Linked DNA regions of Xenopus laevis: region 2 is linked to region 1. Evidence: chromatin contacts called from public Hi-C data. All regions are on one chromosome and are shown on one strand. Each heading gives the region's core, a stretch centred on a gene start, on an enhancer-like site or on the middle of the called end of the contact. The rest is flanking DNA. Distances are from core to core; before and after follow the strand shown.

Evidence for each region. Hi-C and Micro-C count contacts between places; a contact is called where the count stands out from the background.
Region 2: a Hi-C map of the XTC cell line shows a contact between it and region 1, with 6 times the contacts expected there. The contact joins the enhancer-like site here to the promoter of rasal2.S in region 1. A contact is called at or near these places in 2 of 4 Hi-C or Micro-C datasets (the XL177 cell line and the XTC cell line).

The regions. Positions count from the first base shown.
Region 1 is chr4S:79,138,518-79,141,584 of Xenopus_laevis_v10.1, forward strand. It overlaps rasal2.S (ras GTPase-activating protein nGAP), which reads left to right and starts at 1,499. Exons shown (of 18, transcript XM_018260953.2): 1 at 1,499-2,079. The coding sequence starts at 1,905.
Region 2 is chr4S:79,208,307-79,211,373 of Xenopus_laevis_v10.1, forward strand. All of the region lies in intron 1 of rasal2.S (ras GTPase-activating protein nGAP), which reads left to right. Among protein-coding and RNA genes, the nearest start is that of rasal2.S, 70 kb to the left of the region's middle. Within about 2 kb of position 1,540, at least 1 of the 7 cell types and tissues checked has an H3K27ac peak or open chromatin away from gene starts, as enhancers often do.

The DNA.
Region 1 (3,067 bases), core at 249-2,748:
AGGGACCTGGAAGACCGGATGCCAGGGAATTACTGTAAGGATGGGGTGCATTTATCTTAGGTGGGGATAGATATCTTTAAAGGGATACTGTCATGGGAATAAACAATTTTTTCAAAATGAATCAGCTAATAGTGCTGCTCCAGCAGAATTCTGCACTGAAATCCATTTCTCAAAAGAGCAAACTGATTTTTTTAGATTCAATTTTGAAATCTGACATGGGGCTAGACATATTGTCAATTTCCCAGCTGCCCCCAGTCATGTGACTTGTGCTCTGATAAACTTCAATCACTCTTTACTGCTGTACTGCAAGTTAGAGTGATATCACCCCCCTCCCTTTTCCCCCCCCAGCAGCCAAACAAAAGAACAATGGGAAGGTAACCAGATAGCAGCTCCCTAACAAAAGATAACAGCTGCCTGGTAGATCTAAGAACAGCACTCAATAGTAAAAACCCATGTCCCACTGAGACACATTCAGTTACATTGAGAAGGAAAAATGGCAGCCTGCCAGAAAGCATTTCTCTCCTAAAGTGCAGGCACAAGTCACATGACCAGGGGCAGCTGGGAAATTGACAAAATGTCTAGCCCCATGTCAGATTTCAAAATTGAATATAAAAAAATCGGTTTGCTCTTTTGAGAAATGGATTTCAGTGCAGAAGTCTGCTGGAGCAGCACTATTAACTGAGGTGTTTTGAAAAAAACATGTTTTCCGATGACAGGATCCCTTTAATATAAATTTAGCAGAAGGGATTGAAAGGGCCATGCTGCAGGTTTTGGGGGGCGCGTCCGGCATGAGGTTTCATGCCAGAACGCCCATGGCTGAAGATGTGTAGGTCTGAGGCTGAGAGTTTTGGGGGATATTGGCCACTATAAAGAAGAAAAAGACAACAAGGGGAATAGCCTCAGAATGCGGATATCCATTTACAAAGGGATCTCCATTGCAGCAGCCTTCAGCGCTATGGGTGGGGATCCCGCTGGACAGTTTGTGATATTAAGATATTGGACATTTGCAATTATATGATAAATTATTTTGTAATAAAAAGCGGGTATGGCCTTTTACAATCCATTCATGAGTGTCCAGATTGTGTTTAATGGAGAAGGGTGATTTGGATTGGATAAGGGTACGAAACTTAATGCTGCCCATGTCGTGCATCCTCCAGCAGCAGGAGTTCTTGCATGAAAGCAGGAAAAGGAAGGAACGTCATTAATAAAGAGCAGATGGACTTTTGCTAAGAATAGAAAACGTTATGACATATTAAATTCAGATTGAAGTTTAACTACCCCTTTAATTGTGAATTCACTGTATGTGATAGGCTCATTGCACCTCGTTGCAGCAGACAAGACGCTATTGCACCTCACACTAGTTATTCCATTACTTATCCCGGCCACAAGAGGGCCCCTAAACTGCGCATCCTGATCGATGCTATTAGCTATCTATTTGCCAGTTTTCCCATAGGTTCCCTAAGCTACAAACTCCTCCCATGGTGTATGTTTTTGGCGATTGATTGCTCGTGTCTATCTCCCAGGGATGCCGCTGATGCTGGAGGCTAGGAGTTTCGAGCAGCGGCTAGTGCAGCCGGTCCAAGAGACCCGAGCGCCGCCTCGTGCAGTCCGGTTGCCTTGACGACGTGTACTTGGCGCTTAGGGCTGCGGAACACGGGCTCAGTGACGTGTGACGAGGTTATATATAAAGGCACCGTGTCGCTTCCACCTCGTCTATCCCCTACATAGAGAGCGAGAGAGAGGCGTTTACCTCTACGCTGTCTGTAAAGTGACCTCGTGTATTGTCATCCTGCGCCCAGCAGAGCTGTAGGGTTTCTATGCTAGGGACTCTCCTACAGAACCAGTCCGTGCCCCGGATTCCTCTCCCTGGGGAGCTCGGGGCAGAGCATTAGATCGGGCCTGCGATGTTCATGATGGATTTATCCCCCAGCGGGGATTCGGTAATATCCGGACATGACTTCTTCCAGGACAGATATTCCCTCCCAGAGGATCTGGACTCTCCCGGGGGAGCGGGGGGAATTCTGGACAGGATCCTTATGGAGTCGGTGTGCCAGCAGCAGGGATGGGTGCGAGTATTCGGTAAGTGGAGCCGGGGATTGTATTCTTGGGGGGTGGGCACCCAGTTGGCTGGGGCAGAGCAGTGGCTGGTATGGAGCAGTGGCTGGGAGTTGTGGGCTGCATTTATCTCTGCTGATGTTCCTATAAGTGAAAGCGTTGTGCAGCTCCCACTCAGCATATTTAGTCACACGTGGGTTGCACATCTCATGGGCAGTTTATAGTGTGTTATGATCCAACTGCTAGCTGCTGCAGAACTTCTTGGCATGTGGAGTGTGGGAGATCGTATTGTGGGTGAAACTATTGAGCAGTGAAGTGTCTTTCCTGTCAATCACATCTAACTGTGTGGGGTAAGCCTTCTAGTGGAGTCACAGGCCTAATATACAATTCAACCCAGTCCCACATCAAGTCAATGGGGCAAATTTACTAAAGGGTGAAGCGACTAACGCGGGGGAAAATTCGCCAGCGGTACTTCGCCGCTTTGCTAACTTCGCTAACGAAGGAGACAGACTCTAGCGGTACTTCACTCCCTAACGGCAGGCTAATTTGCGCTCTGGCGAATGGACGTAACTACGCAAATTCACTAAGCTGCAGACTGAACGTTGCCTCTTGCGCCAGCCTTGCCTTCACCACCTCAGACCAGGCAATTGAGTAGATAGGACTTCCTCAAAAAAAACTTCTAAGTCTCAAAAAACGCTGGCATTTTCCTTTTTCAGGGTGCTAGGCTACAAAAGAGCATAATTTTTTTGGGGGGGTAACCGGCTTCTCCCCTACATTTCCTAACATATGGCACATAAACTATTCACTGGGCTCATGTGTAGGGCAATATAACAACTCTATTTTATAATTTATTTTATAAGGTTTCCCGGGCTTGTGTAGTGTAATGTATTTGCTGCAACATATATGTCCATTGAACTTTAACTTCTCGCCATATGCAAATTAGCCAACACTAGTGCAACTTCAGTTCACTTGGCTCGTGAGTAATTCAAAAAGTTGTACTTGTTGAAAGGGC
Region 2 (3,067 bases), core at 290-2,789, 70 kb after region 1:
TTATTTTTCAATTCAAAAGAGCTTTTCCAGCAGCAGTAAAAAAGGCAACAGAAAAATACTTACTTCAGAAGTTCTAGTGTTCAGTACACAAGGAGCCTAAACAGGTTGGTCTCTTAGGGAACCGTACAGGTCAATAGCACTGCAGCAAAATCTCCAACTTGTTATCATACCCAAACCCTTTGGTCTCTGTACAAGGCTCTCTCTCTCTCTTTATACTATTATGTGATTCAGTTGCGTTTGTACAACCATGGGTCACCTCTGTGTTTTATGATTATGTAATAAAAGGGACAAATTTGCTTCTCGTAGATTCGTAGAATAACCTAACATCGTATTGGTTGCTATGCGTTTCATCACCTAGTGTCTTTTATTACATATGGATGTCTGACCGTAGTCAGTGCTACTTTTTCTACAGCATATATCTGCTACCTTTGCATTGTTAACTCCCACCAGTTGAGATGCTCCAGGGTTGTAGTTAAGCAGCAGCTAGGCAGTTTCAGATTTATACCTTAACACAACTAATTTAATGTTCATAGTATTAATCTGTGCAATTGTCTCTGTATATATAAACACAGAACAAAAAATAATTTTATTGCTTCAGTTACAGCCCACTTGTCTTTTGTGAAATCTCATCTTGCTTCAGGGTCTAGAACCAATTGGCAATCATTTTTATTATTGAATAGCAGATGCCTATGAGGTTATTAGATCGTATGTGATTGGTTATAGTCTAAATCTATTAAAGGCAGACAAAAGAGATATTGGATAAAGACAAAGCATGGCCCAAATCTGTGGATGCAATTTTTTATTGTAATTATACCATTATCCTTCAGTGCATTAAAGAAGCAGTCAATCTGAAGTAATGAAATGTTTCGTGCATTGTTCTAAGTGCTTCGAGATGGATTAGATCTACATTAAATCATATTTAATATTCCATAGGTTATTTCTAGGCTGTATTGCGAGTCTTGCCATATTTAATTGAAAATGCTCCATTGTTCCAGATGAGCAGGTCAGATGCCATTAATGTTTCCGGCCATATGAGCCTTTTACAAGTCATCCATACTAGTCTAATGAATGTTAGCATGCTGTGCTTGCCAGATACTGCTCTCCCTGTGCTCTAGTAAATACATTTCCTAATTACTATTGTTTTGTAGCACAACTGGCTGTTAGCACATCATAACAAAGCATGAAAGGGACTGCTGATTGGTATAGAATTTTAAAAAATGTTTGTTTTTTATTTTACATTTTATAGAGATGATCTTCAAATAACCGACCAGCTTATATCAGTCTTTGCTAGACCACTTTTAAAAGAGATTTTAGGCGATTTTGCTTTTGAAGCCACAAAACAAAAACTGTTTGCTTTAAACTCATAAATTCTTTCTGAGCTTGTGACTCATGTGGCATGCCCCTGCAACACAAGCAGTACATTGAGTATTTATAACCATGGGAAAGTTTTTCCCTGAGCTCCCTTATTCCATCAGGCAAAGTAACAAGCCAAGCGTGGGTAAGAGGGCGTCTCCATCTGTCAATCTAGTCCTTATACCAAATTAGCATCACAACAGACTAAATGGGACCTGTGATCTCATAGAGAGCAGAAATGACCCCCTTTCTGGCCTGTTGTACATAATTGAGAATCTGATACTGGTATATATAGATAGATACATTCCTCTTTCTCCCGCCACTAGTGGAATTTTCTTTTTGTTCCCAGTCTGGGTGTGTTCCTTATACAGTGCTTATACAGTAGAACCCCCATTTTACGTTTTTCAGGGGACCAGGAAAAAATTATGTAAAATCTGGGAAAACGGAAAAGCACAGGAGTCTGTTTTACTTTGAGATACAATATTTACTGTGTTAATACCAAAGGGTTAAACATTGCAGTGTTAATGTTACACTATGGGGGGCATGTACATTGCCTCTCTGTCAGTCACATACACAACCTAAAGCAATAAGTGATTGGTGCAGGACTGTGTAAGGGGCAGATTAATTGAAATTGACTATTCACAGGCAGAACCAAAATATACATCTGGTTAGTATTTTAAACCTCTTTGTTACACAAATAACATTTATAGAGGGGAAAAAAGCAGTTTTTGAGTACATCAGGACAAAATTTTGATGTAAAATCCGGGAAAACATTACTTAAAATCAAGGAAATGCACCCATTGAAATGCATTATAAATTGGTGGGACCACAAATAAAAAATGTAAAATGCGGAAAAACTTAAAATCAGGGTACTTAAAATCGAGGTTTCACTGTATTCATATTGTCACATCATTGTTTTTATTAGGAAAAATAAATTCCCCTTTCTGTTAACTATAAATAAAAGCTTTCCTCCTAGTTCCTCTTTGCAGAGAGCTCTAGAGTTCATGATAGCAGGTCCTACTGATACTTCTGTATTCATATTAATCCGTATAGTGCTCCTTCCCATATAGTGCTATTTCAAGCATTGCTGAATTACAAGTCCTGCAATCTCAAGTGCAGGTTTTGGGATGCTAGAAATGGAACCTAGACAGTATTGAACATATAATCTAAAACATGTATCAGTTTTACATATAACATTAAAACCGCTGAACATTTGTAATGAACAAATATACTTTTAAATGTGTAGTATTCTCCTTCTGTTTTATTAGCATTTTTCATACAAGGGTCAGGGCCAGATTCTCCCTAATAAAAGGTCAGAATACTTACAACCTTGCTGTTCTAAATGCACGCTCTCTTACACACATGTATGTATATGGATCTTCATTCAAAGTGATGTTTACACATCCCCACGAATGAAATAAGAGAACTCTGGAATATTCTATAGCACAGACCCAGTTTTTTTTTTTCGTTTAAATCTGGCTTTATCTTATTTAATGTGTGTGTGTATCCCAAATTGGATACCTACAGTATTCTGTATGCCAGGGCTTCCTTGTTAGTTGCTGCCTTCTAGTGCTAAGACAGGGACCATGCAACAGAACAGTTTCAGTGTGAATTTCTAGGAATAATGTTATTCTGTTAATCTGGCTTTATTGATATATTTGTGATCTAATGGTTGCAAAAAAATAGAACACTTATATGTTATGTAAAGGTTTTT